Linked DNA regions of Lactuca sativa: region 1 is linked to region 2. Evidence: chromatin contacts called from public Hi-C data. All regions are on one chromosome and are shown on one strand. The core of a region is the stretch at or near the end of the contact, and the rest is flanking DNA. Distances in the headings are between cores, read along the strand shown. Region 1 holds the start of LOC111908389 (protein IQ-DOMAIN 8). Region 2 holds the start of LOC111908390 (probable phospholipid-transporting ATPase 4).

Evidence for each region. A called contact is a pair of places that touch in the nucleus more often than the background predicts.
Region 1: a Hi-C map of leaf shows a contact between it and region 2, with 2.9 times the contacts expected there. The contact joins the promoter of LOC111908389 here to the promoter of LOC111908390 in region 2. A contact is called at or near these places in 3 of 4 Hi-C or Micro-C datasets (bud, leaf and seed).

The regions. Positions count from the first base shown.
Region 1 is chr4:166,866,046-166,870,929 of Lsat_Salinas_v11, reverse strand. It overlaps LOC111908389 (protein IQ-DOMAIN 8), which reads right to left and starts at 1,431. Exons shown (of 5, transcript XM_023904223.3): 1 at 1,199-1,431; 2 at 852-1,103; 3 at 249-458; 4 at 1-68. The coding sequence starts at 1,270.
Region 2 is chr4:166,048,388-166,052,839 of Lsat_Salinas_v11, reverse strand. LOC111908390 (probable phospholipid-transporting ATPase 4) reads left to right here and starts at 1,830. Exons shown (of 11, transcript XM_023904226.3): 1 at 1,830-2,147; 2 at 2,652-4,452. The coding sequence starts at 2,739.

The DNA of each region.
Region 1 (4,884 bases), core at 182-2,681, 820 kb before region 2:
CCATCTTGCTTCATTTGTTCTTTTACTCTCACTTCCTCTGCTGTTCCTCGACTATCACACCATCCACCCTTTAACAACAAAAAAAATAGTATTTTAATTTTTGAAGTTATCGATAAACTTATTATACCGATGCACAGTTGTAATACTGTCGAATTTCTTAAAAGCTATCTTCAAGATATTGGTGTTAAAGAGATGCGTTTGAAACGATCATGAAAACATTAAGAAAAAAAATGATTACTTTAATTTACCTCAGATTGCTTGATAGCAGAAAGATGGTTTCTCAAAGCTGTAGGAAACTCTTGTGTAGTGTTAGCCGATTGAGCTCTAACACGAGCTTGGGCTCGAACAAGAGCTTGCATGCACCGAAGTGTGACATCAGCTTGCTTTCTAACAAGCCGACCTCGAACTATTGCCTGGAGCCTCACCAATGCTTTTAGCGCTCGTAATGCTTGTCTTGCCTTTAATACAAATAATTAAGATCAATATGATTGATGTTAAATTAAATTTGATTGAATTTTGTGAAGGTTTATGGCTTATGCTACACAAAAAAGGCGACAGAAATGTCATCAGCTTTAACCATGATGCTATAATATGGAAAAATTGCATTTAGTGTTTTATAATAATAGTTTTGACATTCACTAAAAGAATTATAGTTTTGACCTAGAAACTTCTTGACGATTTTCACAATCACAAATCGTTTAGCCCTTTTGAAAAACATTTATGGCTCTTATTTCATCATTTAGTATATACGATCGAGAGAAAGCTTCAAGTTTTATATATAAAGGCTACAGTATATCTGGTTAAATTTTGAGATAAACGAGGTGAAAGAAAGAGGAATGGTTAGAAATTACCAAGAAAGAGCGAAAAACAGATTGAATTCGGATGGCAGCCCATTCTTTTCTAACAAACATGAAATCTTTAGGCGGAGCTCGAACCACAGTAGCCACAGCAGCAGAAAATGAAACGTCTTCAGAACGAGAACCATCAGAAGTGGACAAACGTCCTCCTCCCTTTATCCCTTTTGATGATGAAACAGAAGAACTTCCAGCTGATGGACTCCTCCATAGCTTCCATGTCCGGGTTTTGTTACCCCCAACCTTCTCCTGCACACAAAAAATAAATACCCAATTGAATCAACTACTCTAACCCAAGATGAAATATATGAATTGAAGAAAAAGAAAAAATCGAACAGATTTACTTGATCGGAGCTGTTGGAATTGGACTTTTGATACCCGATTAAGGACTTAATCCATTTCGTAGAAGCACCCATTTGAGAAAAGCGAACCTGCAACCTCAAATTTCACCGTTTTGGGTTCTTTAAGTTAAAACTTGGGGAATTAAAGTGGGTTTGGGAGTAGGGTTCGAAGGAAGGGGGAGAGTCGTTTGAATTTTGAAAGAAAAAGGAGAATTCAATGGAGAAAAGAAAGTAACGGATAGTAATTAGTGGGCGCGTAACGGCGTAAATGCGTTTCGAACAGAGTGCCGGAATTTCAGGCTTTCGGATCCCAAAACAGGCTAATATTTTGGTGGGCTTTTTCATTCAGGCCGAATTGTCCAAATTTAATTTTGTTTGACAACGAGTTTCAAAACACCATATTGATTTATCATCTTTTTAGTACAAGAATAAATAATAATAATAATAATAATAATAAATAAATAAATAAATAAAGTTGTAAAAATGGTCCTATCACTTTTGATCGAAATAGTTTTCACAACTTTACTGTCGTAAAATAAGTTTTTCGTGTTTTAGCACTGACACACTTGAAGTTTTTGAGTTAGAGGGGCTGAAATTATAATGTGTATAAAAACTGAAAAACAAGGGCGTCAAAGTCTAGTTTTATAGTTGTAGACCTCATATATAAAAATTTTAATAGTTGTGGACTGGTTCTAAAAAAAACAGAGAGGATCATAGCCTCCCCCCCCCCCCCCTATGTCAATGCGTTTTAGAAATAAATTTGTTTGAAATGACATTTTTGCCTATTTGTAACACTCCAAAAATCTAGATAAAATTTTTCATTTTTCAATAAGGCTGACAACCGTAAGTTTGATACTAAAAATCCATTACATAAAAACCATCATAGAAAATCATCAGAGTATCAATATCAATGAATGCGGAAAATAGTGGAGAGTGCATGTTGCGCCATTAAACCGGACCCTTCCCCTTGGAACAAGAAGCACCTAAAATCACAATACAACTATAACCAAACGCTTAGTGATTTTTTCCAAAATAACACATGCAAATCATACAGATGGGCCTAGCCCTATGGTTCAATCCAAACCCAAAACAAGTATGGGCACCCACCCAGGAGTATATTTCCACTCAAACAGATCATGGTGGGCCCCGCTCTGGGGTATGGCTCTGTCATATTAGGCCCCCGCCCTAGGGTATATTTCAACCCAATCACAACATAGAACATACAACAACTAACATGCAGCATAATAAATATTGGGTCGGCCTTGGTGCCTTAGACCAAAAGTTATGGTGAGAAGACTCACCTTCGTTTGCTGAGATAATAACTGCTCGTCTACCGATCCAAAAATCTCACATTGAATAAACATACGAATTACCCTATTTAGGATTATGACCCAAACTAGCCAAAGGCCCAAAATCCTAAGTCCAAGATCCTCTACGAAGGCCCATATAACTTACTTAAATGGGCCCACATTCAAGGTTCAAAACCATAATGGGCCATAAGAGCCAGTAGTCCTAACCTTGACTCCTATGGCCCAAAACTAATGTCCAAAGCCCAATTACACTAATCGATCCAAGCCAAGGCTAAGTAAGGCCCAAATGGCTCAAAAGCCCACCGAAAGTCGAACCCCCACTGAAGGCGTACGCCCAACGTATAGCCTTAGTACGCTTAGCGTACTCGGTTTCTGAGGTGGTACGCACAGCGTACAAGGTAGTACGCCCAACATACAAGCAACTTATGCACAAAAAGCGATTAAGAACTTAATACGTGGAAACTCAATGTCCAAAACCGGATCTAAGTCGATTAACAAGTCCTAGGGTATAAAGTTTGCAACTTTATACCCTTGCATGACATATGGGAACCCAACACCTTATTTAACCCATTAATACCCCTTTTAAGACCTTAAATTCATGCATGGAGTCTGAATAATTATCAAGCTAGAATTTTTATGATTTCAACATGACTAAAGAGCTTGGATCTAACTGATGGGTTTTAGACATAAGAACAATCTTATGTGCTCATACAAACCCTAATGCTTGGATCTAGGTTTCTCTATTGTACATGCAATGTATCCAAGACTTACAATCTTAGATCTAACATATTATAAACTGAAATTAGGGTTTAGAGAATTACCTTTGATTGTTATGTAGCAATAACAATCTCAATTCCTCCTTGTAATGACTTTAGAAAGCTTAGAGTCACAATTGTCACTCGTCTAATGGCTCACAAACACCAAGAGCAAGAGGATGAAGAATAAGGAGAGAGGAGGATGCCCAAAACTGTCCAAAACCCTAAGGAGTTACTTCCACACGTTTTTGGTGCTCTAGGGATCTTCAAATAGTGAGGCTATTAGGGTTATCTAACATGGAAACCCTAATTTGGATGATTAGGCCCTAAGAAACCCATGGACTCCTTCCTTAAAGGCCTAGGACGATTTCTAATGGGTTTCCCCATAGAATTCGTCCACTCCTTTAATATGGAGTCCATTAGCTCAATATTCAACTATCATACAATTGACAGTTCTAGTCCCTTAAGTTTAATTAATGTCTTTTAGCCACAAAATTAATTCCTAATTAATTATTGACTAATATTAATTAAACAATATGATTTCTCCTTTAATATAATATTTTCATAATATATTAATAAATCATAATTAATCCTTTCTCCATAATTCATCCTATCAAGTTGCTTTGGTGAAGGCAACCCAAAAGGACCATGCACCATCGGGTCATGTAAGTCCCTAATCTACCTGTGTATCAATCAGATCCGTTTGATGGTGCGGAATCCCAATCAAATGGATGATGTCAGATAAAATCGAAAAGAAGGAGAAGAATAATATTATGAATCTTGAATATATTGATAATATGAATTAAGTTCCTTACACAAGATTCACCCACACAATAGTTCTTCTGTCTCTCTGGCCGTAAACTCTCTAGGGTTCATCAATCTCTACTCCTCACCCTAACACCTCTATTTATACTTGAATATGGGCCGGACAAAACAAATGGGCCGTAAATGAGTTTACGGTCGTAAGGTGTTTACGGCCGTAAACTCAGCCGTAATTTAGACCATAAATTCATAAAATATTACACAAAAATATAATTGACCAGAAAAGTAAAGTATAAACCATATTTTGACCTAACAATCTCCCCCTTGGTTTATAGCTTTCTTTTCTTAATTGACCCAACAAGCTCCCCCTAAAAAGTAGTTGGCTCTTCTTGTCAATCTTCAATGAGAGCTTGGTTTCAACATTAATCTTCAAATTCTTCACGACTTCAGGATGAACTTGATGAATTTTCAATGAATGATGTCATCTTGAGCGGTTGGGCATTTCTTCAGAGTTTGGCATTGAACGCACGTCGGGTGAGGAGGCTTTACGTACTGATTTTTGAAAGATAGTGCTTTCAGCTTGAGAATCTTCAGAGAGAAACATCAGAGAGAAAAAAATCTTCTAGATCACTTCAGCAGATTTAAGATAGCAGCAGACTGATTAAGGAGGCTTCAATGCAATCCGTCACATAATTTTCAATTTCAGTTTCACCTTGCTTCTGGAGTTGAAAGATTGAATGTCGAAAGAATAATCTTCATTTCTTGCTCCTTCGAATGAGAATTCTTCGATGCTCACGGATGAAGCCTTTGGCTCAGAAATTTTCAACACAAACTCCATTAGTCTTATCTATACCTGAAATTA
Region 2 (4,452 bases), core at 581-3,080:
GAACCACAAAGGGGTTCTCCAAAGATTGGTTGTCCCCTCCACCTTTGCCCGTCAACAACACAACAAAACACCCCCTGAAGTCGTCGATCTGCCTTGCCTCTTCCCCTTTTGTGTTTTCTGCTGATCGGACAAGAAAAGAACAACCAAAAGGCCGCTGGAGCAGATGGATTCACGTCTCCACCTTGATTCTTAAATCTTCTCCACTAGGAACATCATCTCCATTGTGTATATGAAATCGTCGTTGTTGTAGATTAGTATCATTTATTCTTAAATCATGTTTTATGCATCTGGAATCGGTTCAACCCATCATCACTATTATGTAATTAAAGTTGCAGGATCATCTCCCTGTTCGATTTCACCTTCTACCATCTATTCACAACAACATGTCTTGTAAGATTATGCTATTTAGTTGAAATAAAAGTGTGTGTGTGTGTGTGTGTGTTCATCGACTAAAGTCACCCTATGCTTCTTCTTTCTGGTTTTCCAGTCAACCAACAAAATCATAGCATCTGATATAAGGAATAACAATGGTGAATTGTTGGTTGGAGGCTCATGTTTGGGATTACGTGCAACAATGGCAACATCACCATTGTTAACTTTCAAAGATAGAGCTCACAGGTTCGATTTCCCCTGAGTTTTTTTGCTTTGAAATTGCTTCAAATACTCATCCTTGTTAACAAAAATCTCATTGGAATGATTCCAAAAGAGCTCACCATTCTTCCTGCTGTTATGGAATCAAATATCTCCTCAACAAGAAAAAAATGGAGTATGTATGTATATGTTCTTAAATGTGTTTTGGGTTGAGAGAGAGAGAGAGAGTGTTTTTTTATTTTTTAATTATTAAAATAAATAAATAGATATTAATTTTTTTTTAAAATAGGGATATATTTTTTTAGGTGCAAAAATGGTCCTTCATAAGTGAAAAGACAAATATACCCTCATGTGCGAGACACATGAGGGGGTTAACAGCAACAACTTAACGGAAGTTAAGTCGGGGGACCAATTCTACGTACAAATTAGGCCAAAAGGACCATGAATAAAAAAAAGTCCAGGTTTGGACTGAAACCCCAAAATAATGCATACCACAAGGACCACTTTTGCAATTTTGTCTGAAATATAAAACAAAACAAAAATGTAATTTTAGATGAATACAAACGTCTCAAGATCAAGTCCAATTAGAAATTTTGAGACATTAAGATGTTAAATGGATCAATTTTATGTTTCACTTAGTAAATGAAATTCTCTATCAACTTTATTTTAATAGAAAACATTATTATTTTCTTCTCAAAATTAATTTCATAGCTGTTTTTAACAGTTCAGTATAACTGTTTCAATTGGGGAGTTGATCCGTACACAACAATTTTTCTCCATACACAATAATTGGTTCTTTAAAATGTTGTATTATACAACTATATAATGCATTAATTGTTGTGTATGACAAAAAACTGTTGTGTACGAATCACTTCTTTTTCAATTGAGTTTATATAAAAAAATAGTCCATTCATTTCAATTTTTAAATAATCAAAAAGACTGGTTGAACCGTTATCTTTCGCAGATTCAACTGGCCACCCGATTTTTAAAACATTGATATTAACAAAAATAAATTTCACCATGGGAAATGGCATAAAGTTGTATTTATTTTAAAGTAAGAAAATAAGAGAGGAAATAGATGGACCCATATTTAAGTTTGGTTGTGCCACGTAGGTTAAGTGTGACCCGTCTCATTCGAGTATGGGTCGGAGTAGGTTTGACCGATTCAAACTAAACTTCTTGCATAAGAGAAAACAACATTTTTTTTTCACACTTTACATTATAATTTTATGATCAAATTAATTGCCAAAAAACCAGTAATTTAAAATTTCAAATAAATTACGCATCAATAAATGCAAAGATCATTTTAATGAATTTATGTTATGAAATTTTCAGAATTAATTATAGTAGTGTAGTTTTGAGTACTCTAAACTAGAATTAAGTGGAAGAGACGACGGAGAAAGAGGGCTTTGTTCTTCCGTTGCCTGAACCCTTTTTCTGCTCTCCAATTTGTCACGATCTCTACAACAAAACGAGCTGGCATTCTTTGATCTCATCGCCTTCAAATGGGTCTGGTTCCATTTTCGTTTTTCTTGATGAAATCTCATGCTTATCAGGTACACTTTTTAACCTTTATCTTTTACTGTATTTTGGTTTTCCTTTTTTGGGTGTTGGAATTTTTGTTTGAATTACTTCATAAGAACCAATGGATTCTGCTTGATTCATGTTTGGGCAATGCATATTCTTTTCTTCACTCTAGCTTTCGTTGAGCTGATTTGTCCTTTTCCACAATCAAGGTTCTTACAGTTTTGTAAATTCATCTTTCAATTTGACTAACATTCGTCTGTTACGCTGTAGGGGTAAGGGTTTTAATCTGATCTTCGTTTTTTTTTTTTTTTTTTTGTTATCCCAATTCGTATCATCACTGCTTAAAATCAAAACCACATGAGTATTGTTCCAATTCAGGTTCATGTACTGTTTTCTTGCTTTTGCGATAAACGATTACAGTTTGCCGCTCTACTATTTGACTAAATTCCAAAGCCAAATCTGCGACTCCTATGAGCATATTTAGGCACAAATTGCGCTTATTAACATCAATCTAATCTATTGAACATTTGCAGGAGGTAAATCCAGCATTCTTATAAGTTTATCGTGGCCAAATCAATAAAGTTACCCTGGTGTTCTAAATTCTGCTGAAATCTCATATAATGGCTCATGGAAGGATGCGAGCTAGGCTAAAAAGAAGCAGTCTCTACACATTTGGATGCATTCGACCACCTCGTGAATCAATCGATGAGCCTCATCAGTTTCAAGGGCCAGGATTTTCAAGACATGTTTGTTGTAATGAACCCGGATTCCATAGAAAAAAACCCCTCAAATATTCTTCAAATTACATATCAACCACAAAGTACAATGTCATAACCTTTCTACCCAAAGCCCTCTTTGAGCAATTCAGGCGAGTTGCAAACTTGTATTTCCTCCTAGCTGCAGCCCTATCTATCTCACCTGTTTCACCTTTCTCACCCTACAGTATGATTGCACCTTTGGTGTTTGTAATCGGGCTTAGTATGACAAAAGAAGCTGTGGAAAATTGGCACCGATTTATGCAGGACATGAAGGTAAATATGCGAAAAGTTTCAGTCCATATTGGAAATGGTGTATTTGTTAAAAAGCCATGGATGAAAGTTGAAGTTGGAGATGTGGTCAAAGTTGAAAAAGACCAGTTTTTTCCTGCAGATTTATTGTTTCTATCATCTAGTTATGAAGACGGAATTTGTTATGTGGAAACCATGAATTTAGATGGAGAGACAAATTTAAAAGTTAAAAGATCTCTAGAGGTAACTTTACCTTTAGATGATGATCAAAGCTTTCAAGATTTCAAAGCAACAATCAAATGTGAAGATCCAAACCCTAATTTGTACTCATTCGTGGGTAATTTCGAATATGATCGACAAATTTACCCTCTTGACACCACCCAAATTCTTCTAAGGGATTCCAAGCTTCGAAACACTTCTCATGTTTATGGGGTGGTGATATTCTCAGGTCATGATAGCAAAGTTATGCAAAATGCGACGAAATCGCCCTCGAAAAGAAGCACAATTGAGAAACAAATGGATAAAATCATCTATGTTCTTTTCACACTTCTTGTGTTGATCTCTTTGATAAGTTCAATAGGGTTTGCAATCAAGACAAGTAAACAAACGCCCTTTTGGTATCTTCCTCACGATGAAAAACGGTTATACGACCCGACCCGCCCGTTTACCTCGGGTTGTATTCATTTAATCACTGCTCTTATTCTTTACGGGTATTTGATACCCATTTCACTCTATGTTTCCATTGAGCTTGTGAAGGTATTACAAGCACTTTTCATAAATCAAGATATAAACATGTATGATGAGGACACATGTACACCTGCTCAAGCTAGAACATCGAATTTGAATGAAGAGTTAGGAATGGTGGACACGATTCTTTCTGATAAAACCGGGACATTGACATGTAATCAAATGGATTTTTTAAAATGCTCAATAGGTGGGACCCAGTATGGGATTCGTTCTAGTGAAGTGGAACTTGCTGCTGCAACTCAAATGGCTATGGAGGTTCATGATATGTCAAGAACCGGGACCCGACACGCGTCGGAAATTGAATTGGAGGTTTTACCGGGCCCCACAAGTGGAAGCTCTCAGAATCGAATCAAAGGGTTTAGTTTTGAAGATATTCGGTTGATGAATGGGAATTGGTATAAAGAGCCAAATGCAGATGTTGTTTTGATGTTTTTAAGGATTCTTGCTCTTTGTCACACTGCAATTCCTGAGGTAAATGAGTTGACTGGGGGTTTGACTTATGAAGCTGAGTCACCAGATGAAGGAGCTTTCCTTGTTGCAGCAAGAGAGTTTGGATTTGAATACTGCAAACGAACTCAAT